Linked DNA regions of Anser cygnoides: region 1 is linked to region 2. The links are chromatin contacts, called in public Hi-C maps. All regions are on one chromosome and are shown on one strand. Each heading gives the region's core, a stretch centred on a gene start, on an enhancer-like site or on the middle of the called end of the contact. The rest is flanking DNA. Distances are from core to core; before and after follow the strand shown.

Evidence for each region. A called contact is a pair of places that touch in the nucleus more often than the background predicts.
Region 1: a contact with region 2 is called in a Hi-C map of liver, with 2.2 times the contacts expected there. The contact joins the promoter of LOC106045607 here to the promoter of THUMPD2 in region 2. A contact is called at or near these places in 2 of 7 Hi-C or Micro-C datasets (granulosa cells and liver).

What each region holds. Positions count from the first base shown.
Region 1 is chr3:13,709,129-13,713,274 of Taihu_goose_T2T_genome, reverse strand. LOC106045607 (ninein-like protein) reads right to left here and starts at 2,822. Exons shown (of 19, transcript XM_048048346.2): 1 at 2,693-2,822; 2 at 2,249-2,433; 3 at 904-1,126; 4 at 588-724; 5 at 370-507; 6 at 1-99. The coding sequence starts at 975. It overlaps EIF4A3 (eukaryotic translation initiation factor 4A3), which reads left to right and starts at 2,715. Exons shown (of 12, transcript XM_048048352.2): 1 at 2,715-3,009; 2 at 3,284-3,356. The coding sequence starts at 2,730.
Region 2 is chr3:13,358,818-13,362,725 of Taihu_goose_T2T_genome, reverse strand. THUMPD2 (THUMP domain containing 2) reads right to left here and starts at 2,037. Exons shown (of 10, transcript XM_013196149.3): 1 at 1,894-2,037; 2 at 1,414-1,546; 3 at 1-151. The coding sequence starts at 1,986.

The DNA.
Region 1 (4,146 bases), core at 1,573-4,072, 350 kb before region 2:
TTGCCCTGGAGGAACTGTGCATCAGCCTCCAGCTTTGCTTGACGGTTGACTGCTTGCTGCAAAAGCAGCTCCTTTGCCTCCATTTCAGTTTGAACATCCCTGGAACAGGCAAGCAACGTGACCGAAGCACATTCACAGATTACCATGAGGTCCAGGCATCCCTGCTCACCCCACAAAAAGCAGAAGACAAGAACTTGTTTGGGGAGGGATGTTGGAACCATAAGTGACGTGCACACAGCATAAGGGGTCTTCAGGGACTTCTCTGCCACTGATACAACAGCCAAGCAAGTGAGAAAGGAAAACTGGGACAGGAGGAAGAGACTGTGGGCACCCACATTTTCCCTGCCCAAACAAAAGAGCCCCTCCTACTTGAGCTTGCTCTGGCTGTGCTCAAGGGTGACGTACTGCTCGTTCAACTCCCTGCCAAGCTGCAGGCAGCGTCTCTCCGCTTTCTCCAAATCCAGCCTTGCTTTGTCCCTCTCCCTGCAGATCTGCTTCACCTGGATCCTGCAGGCACAGCGAGCGACACATTCAGAGACACCCCACGCACCTCACACAAGGGCCCTCCTCACAGCAGCCTCCCTTACCTGAGGCACTGGAGTTTGTATGCGTAGGAGGTGACAGCGGCATGCTGAAGCCCACTCCTGGGGACCATAAGTGCACTGCCCAAGGCTGCGGGCACCTCTGCCAGGCTCCCCTGCTCCTCTGGGCTGCTGCTTGGCCTCTGAAAGAAAAACACAGACCGGAGTTGCTCTCCCCCCTCTTCCAACACTTCTACTGTTACACCAGCTGACCACTCTCCAGTGTTAGAGACACTCCCCGTATCACAAACAGGCTTTGATCATATCCTCCCCAGATTTTCCCCAGCCTTGGGGTGGCCAAAGCCAGCCCTCCCTCACAAACCTGCCTGCAAGCGCTTCTTCCACCCCAGATGGCTGCTTGCTGGAAGGCCTTGTTGCTCACTTCGCTCGCCATCACCAGAAAAAACAGTGCCAGGGACCTTGAAGATCTCCTTGAAGTTTTTCCAGGGCTCAGACAGCAATGACAAATTCAGGTTTGGTGAATCTAGTGCTGATGCTGGAGAGATGTGGGCTCACACAGCTTGGCAGGAAGGATGCTCACTCTCCTGTGATGCCAGGTAAAAAAGCAACAGAGGAAAGTCAGTGGGACAAAACAGGCAGAGAAAAACTAACGGCTTTCAATACTGAAGCTCCAGGGACCCCATCAATACTGGGGAAAGTTCTAAAAACAACACCAAGCTGCCAGAAGGGAGATGCCATGAGCCACCTCTAAGGCAATGACAAGGAGCAGGTTGGAAGCCACAGACCACACACTTTGGTCTCCCTACACACCCGTGAAAATGCAGTATCAGAAAAGCCAACAAAAGTTATAGAGCATGCAGTGGTATGTCGAAAACTGTCAGACAGGGACTGCGAGACAACATTGTGTTTGGCCTAGAAGTTAAAATGGAGCTGAGATCATCTTGGCCCTCCCTGACTCAAAGGTGAGATTCAGCCACGCTGACTCAAAGAGCAGAACCCGATTGCCAGAAAGCCAAAACAGGGCTGGTAACATCTCCAAGAGCCCCAATTTCATTCCAGGTTTGGAGGAGGCCTTTCCTCTTCCACTTCAGTGCATTAAAGCAGTTACTTCAAAAGCATTTGCAACTGCATTGTTAATCCTTGGGATAAAAGCACCAAGAAGAAAAAATATATTATATCAAACATGGAAAAGATGAATGAAATTCACTCCACGTGCTAAAAGGGTGACAACCTCAGTCACAAGTGGTACAGAGATGTCAGAGCTTCTGAAGCCAGTGTTACAATTGGGTTAACTTTTCCCTTCTGCTAGGATATGCATCCCTCTCCCTCCTGTAAAAAGACCAGAGTTGAGAGCTCTGTTGTTCAGCTTCACCGTCCCACTCCACCTGCACAGGTGAAAGCAGCACCCAAGGGGGCCGTTCAGTCACCACGCAGCGGGTGAAGCCCAGACCATCCCCAAAAAATGACCAACACGTAGAAAACTCCCCAAGTCGCCACCCTCAACTAACGTCTATTAAACCACTCCCTTGTGAAACGAAACATCTCGGCCCGAACTGCTCTCAGCAGGACCCATTCTTTAGGACTGAATTTTGTGGGGAAACAGCGAAACCCTTCAAGGTGCGATAGCTGGATTTGTGCCTGCAAGACGTTGTACAGACATGAAACGGAAACGAAGCGCCCTGTGCAAGGAACTGGCCATGACTTACGGATCCAGGCCTGAGGGGAAGCACCTCGGGGGAGCTGCAGGCGAGGGCGACCGGTGGGGTCCCTGCCAGAAGAAACCTTCCTGACTTCCTTCATCCCACAGAGCACCAACAGCCTCGATCCTGGCGTGCTGTGTGGCCGGGCCACCCGTGCTGCCTTGAAGCCTCCAATTTCCTAAAAAACGAGGCTGGGAGAAGAGGCACAGGAGGGTGAAGCAGCCCCTTCAGACACCAACACCCCCCATTATTATCATTTTTTACAGCACAAACACAACGCGACTTCAAAACCTCCCCCGACACAGCTTCACCCCGCTCCCTCGCGCCCTACCGCCGCTCACCAGACGGATCAGCGTCAAATCCCGGCGGAAAAAGGACAAAAAAAGGTGCGGGGGAGGAGAGAAAATGTCCGACGGGAACTGAGGGCAAGGAGCAACACCCCCGACTCACCCGCACCCACCGCCCGCCCTCGCTTCCCTCACGGCGCATGCGCACTCCCCCCTCTGGCTCCGTCAACCCCGCCCCTGCGCATGCGCGCTCCGCGCAGCGGCCTGGTCTCTCGTGTGAGGCGGCGGCGGCCGGAGAAGCCGCGGCCATGTCGGGCTCGGCGGGCTCCGGGGGCGGCAGCGGCTCGGCGAGGAAGCGGCTGATGAAGGAGGAGGACATGACCAAGGTGGAGTTCGAGACGAGCGAGGAGGTGGACGTGACGCCCACCTTCGACACCATGGGGCTGCGGGAGGACCTGCTGCGGGGCATCTACGCCTACGGTGAGGGGGGGGAGGGGAAGGGAAGGGAAAATGGGGAGGGGAGGGGAAGGGGGGGAGGGGAGGGGAGGGGAAGGGAAAATGGGGAAGGGAAAATGGGGAGGGGAGGGAAGGGAAGGGAAGGGAAGAAGAGGAAGGGAAGGGAAGAAGGGGAAGGGAAAATGGGGAGGGGAGGGGAAAGGAAGAGAAGGGAAGAAGGGGAAGGGAAAGGGAATGGGGGTGTTTGTGTGTGTGTGGTGGGGCCACGGGCACGCGTCCTTAACGGCCGTTCCCACAGGGTTCGAGAAGCCATCGGCCATCCAGCAGAGAGCCATCAAGCAGATCATCAAGGGCCGGGACGTGATCGCACAGTACGTGGCTGCTCGTTGTCTGCAAGGCCGGAGGAGTGCCAGCATGCCAAGGGGATGAATATGCAGGGGGAAAACTGGTGTTTCTGGTGGCCAAAAAGCATGTGGTTGGGAAAAATCTTTTGGGGTCGCTAGTGGGAATTGGTAGCCTTCTGGGTTGTGTTAGCTTAGCTGATCCCAGGGAGACCCTTTACAGCGGCCTTCTAATACCTAAAGGGGCCTACAGGAAAGTTGGGAGGGATACTTTGTCAGGGAGTGGAGTGATAGGACAAGGGGTAACGGCTTTAAACTAAGAGAGGATAGGTTCAGATTGGATATTAGGAAAAAAATTTTCACCGTGAGGGTGGTGAGGCACAGCAACACCTTGCCAGAGAAGCTGTGGATGGCCCATCCCAGAAGGTGTTCAAGGCCAGGCTGGATGGGGCTTTGGGCAGCCTGGTCTGGTGGGAGGTGTCCCTGCCCATGGCGGGGGGAGTGGAACCAGATGATCTTTAAGATCCCATCCAACTCAAGCTACTGTTGGATTCTGTGATCTAACATTTCCTTTAAAAAACAAACAAACAAAAATCTTCCGAGACAGATTGCAGAAAGCTTAAGTGCTGATCTGATAAAGAGTAACCACGCCAGAGCCAGGGACCCTGTAATAGATAGTGCTTTGTCTCTGGTACTACAGTCTTTAAAGCTGTGTGTCTGCAAACCACGCTGTGATCATAACAAAGATTTGTGGGATACGCTGTTGGCAATATTCACTTGTTTTCAGCAAATGAATGGCAGTTCTTAGGGCAGAGAGGTG
Region 2 (3,908 bases), core at 788-3,287:
TCTGATTTTCTCTTGCAAGGTGATGGGTTTTCCTGAGAGACACCATCTTTTTTCCCCTCACAACCACGAAGGTTTTTCCAAGTAGCGATAACATCCAGCCAATCCTTTGGTTCCTCAATGACAAGACTTCTAATTTCATGCAGTATTTTCCCTGGAAGAAAAAGCTAGTTTCAGGTTAAGTAGTTCAATCTCAGCATTTGATGTTCCCACAGAATGAGAACATCTGTCAGGGACTTTGTTTAGATCTCCATAACGTGTGAATCCACGAACTGCAGCAGCATACATCACAGACACAGCCAAGCTCTCAACACCCACAAACCCTATCAGCTGAAGACCCACACATCCATCTGATTACAAGCTTTGCAGAACCAAGAATAACTTTTGCAGGGCTTGAATTCTGCAGAAGTTCAGCAGCTCTAGAAAACCAGACTACCTCAGAGTCATTCCCAGGGATGGAGCACCAGCCTACCATATCGTCGTCCTCTTAGTCCAGAAAAACATTTGGTTCAGGATTAGATATCCAGGACACTTTCCAGGACTGACAGACATGAACATGAACGGCTTTGATTCGGCTCAGAATAAAAGTCACAAGTTTATTCTTTTATTAAAAAAAATATCTCCTTGCTATTAATTACTCTTCCTTCAATCCTGCAAAGTCTCCAATACACACCTAAACTTACACCTACCTGTAGTGTGTCCTGTTGACTTAACTATGACAAGAGAGGCACAAGAAATACAGAGGCCAATTCATATAAAAGTCTTGACTCTGGTCAGGGAAAAACATTTAAGTATTTCTATTTCTCATTTTAAATTTCATAATCATAGTTAAATTTGATCCTTAGAGCCAAAGGCCTCTTGTAATCTTTCAAATAAAACCCTACCCCCATACAAATATCAATCCATCTTACTCAAAATTCTTATTTCAACACTGATAAAGTGACACGAGTACTTGAAATTCACAAGAAATCTGCATACTGAACAGTTAAGTGATGCAGAATATGTATGGATCCACATCACCTAAAAAAAAAATGACTCACTGTTAAAACACATACAAGGGGTCCAGAATTGGACTTCAGTTTTGTTAATTTTTTTGGTGTGGGAGTGGTGTTATACATATATACATGCGTACTATGCCAGCAGAACGTCAGCTGGTAAGACGTGTATTTCAAACATTTTTAAGCTGTTTTCAGCACAGAAAAACATATTTGAAAGCATAGTTGGGTAAAAAACAACAAAAAGAAAGTCAAAAACCACAACTTCAGAGTTGATTCTTCTCAGTTAGAGCTACAGATGATGAAATTGATCGAATGTTAATTTTACAAATAGGACATGAGCTTACACTTGAAGTTTTTGAACCCATGTCCTGCATGCAAAAAGAACAGGATGACTCGAGGGGAACAGTCAGCGCAGTACCTTTATTTCCTGAAACGGGAAGCGGGTCGTGTTTCTTAATCAGCAAAAACAACCTCTCTCCAGACTTGATTTTCTTCAGTTCGCTCGGCTCCGCGTCAGTGGTGAAGAAGACTTTTCCCGAAATATAGTCCACCTTAAAGGGAAGGGGAAAAAAGAATATTTTCTGTGAGCGCTTCAGCGGCTCAACAGCACCACCGTGTGCCCTACCACGTCTTCGCACCGAGAAGAACCCAGCAAAGCACAGCTAACCAGGGGTGGCGAGGGGACGGAGATGTTGGTCAGCACAGCCCTCAGAGCTGCGGAGCGCGGTTTCGCGAAATAAATCATTTTAGTGCCTCTACGAGCCGGCTTCTTCCTGGTGTCCTGTCATGATTTTACTCCCTAGAACCTCCTTGGCGAACGCAACAAGAAATATTTAATTTTACCGCACGATATATTGAAATTAGCACGGACTCGCAGCGAACGAGGCCTGCTTCTCACCTCCGTGGCTCCGAGCCTCGCTCGCAGCTCCCGGGCCAGGAAAGGCTCGAGGCCGCGGCCCGCCGTGCAGAAGTACCGCCCGCCCGCCGCCATCTTGTCCCGCCCCCGCCGCCATTTCGGGCCGCCCCCGCCCAGGGGGCAGGCTGAAGGAGCAGCAACACGTGCTAAGGGAGGGAAGAAGTACCGAGAAAGAGGGGTTGTTTCAAGTTTTTTATTCCAGCGCTGTTGACACGTGACAGCGGGCAGAACAGTTTTTCATGTCAACGTAATCATAAACACCGGGTTCTCGAGAGCTGGTGTGACCCCCGTGCCACCAGGGCACATCACTGGAGCGTCATCTCCCTTTTGATCCTTGCCTCAGCGAGATGATCAAATGTGAGATGATCAAATGTTCCAGTGCAGCTGTTGCTCCATGTACTTCGGCAGAAGACTGTATGATCTCTTCAGCCCAGGCTGATGAAGAGAGGGAGAATTATAGCAGCGTTCCTCCTTCTGCAGATGTTAAAATAATATCTACGCCCACACAACTTAGGAAGAAAATTTGCTGATACCCCCTGGGGTGACTCAGCACCCACAGCTCAGGAACAAATGGCAAGACGTCAGTTCAGGCCCAGCACCGACAACCTTACATGCTGCAGCATCCATGACCTCACATCTCTGCAGTCCAAAAGCACCAAAGCCACCCAAATATTTCTGTAGAAGTGAGCAGGCAAAGAGAGTGTTAGCGTAGCAACCACATAACCACCAAGTGATTATATGAAGGTGCTTTATTCAGCGCTGGAAGCCGGGGCAGGTGCCCAAATCTGGCTTCAAGTCCCGTTACTTCCCAGCCATTATTTATACATTCAACATTACGTAAGGTATACATATTCATTACAGGTTGCAACATCAGCCTCGCATTCCATTCTAATTAGCTCCCCTCCCCTTTGCACATGCGTGGCGCACTCTGGTGGTCGTCCAGGTGGTCGTCCAGATGAAGTAAGGAGTCTTCCTCTCCGCTAAACTCTTTCACCTTTCTCACTCGACGCATGCTCCCTCCGCTCCTTGGTTCTGCTTCAACTCATTTCAGCATTTCCAGGCCCTTATCCAAGGTCAGGTTGTACCTGTTCCCTCCCAGGGTTCCCCTTCAACGATTCCTTTAAATGTTCAGTGTACTCCCTAGGTTTCCAGTGTACATAGATTAATTGATAATGTAAGTACATTTGGTAATGCTTAATTATACTGTATGTCCCATCACCTAAGAGACATTAGTAAAACATCCATTCGATTCTCCCCAACACTAACATTTCCCCCCTTTGAAAATACTTCACTCATACCAAGAGCAAGTATTTTCATTACTATTAGGTTGAATCAGGTTAGTAGAGGTTAGTGAGTATAACTTGATATAGAGATTAGTAAGTATAATCTTAACGCATCTTCATTAGTCTACTATCTTATTGATTCCTCTATGCCTGCTTGTTAACGCTAGTACTATAGGATGGGGGTGGAGTAAGTGGGATAGGGTGTTCTGGGTGATTCCCAGTAACCTACTAACCTCCTTAACCACATTGGCAATGAAATGTGGTCCCCTGTCTGAAGAAATACCCAATGGTACACCAAATCTAGGGATTATTTCCTGTAGTAACCATTTTACCGTTTCCTTTGCTTGCTTGGTGCGACAGGGAAGGGCCTCCGGCCATCCTGAAAAAGTATCAACCCCTACCAATCGGTATTTATAACCTCTTGCTTTAGGCAGCTCCACGAAGTCTATTTGCCAGTAATCTCCAGGCTCTATCCCAGCTCTAGTTCTTCCTATCTCAGCATGTTTCCTTGCTACCGGATTATTCTTTAAGCAAAGCTCACATTTTGACATTACTGACTTTGCCATTGTTAACATGTGTACCGAGATGACACCTCGTTTCAAATAGGTCACCATTGCTCCTGCACCCCAGTGACATTCATTATGTTTTATTTGTAAGATTTCTCGCATTACTATAGGAGGCACTATAAGTTGTCCTGTCGTAGTCACATACCAT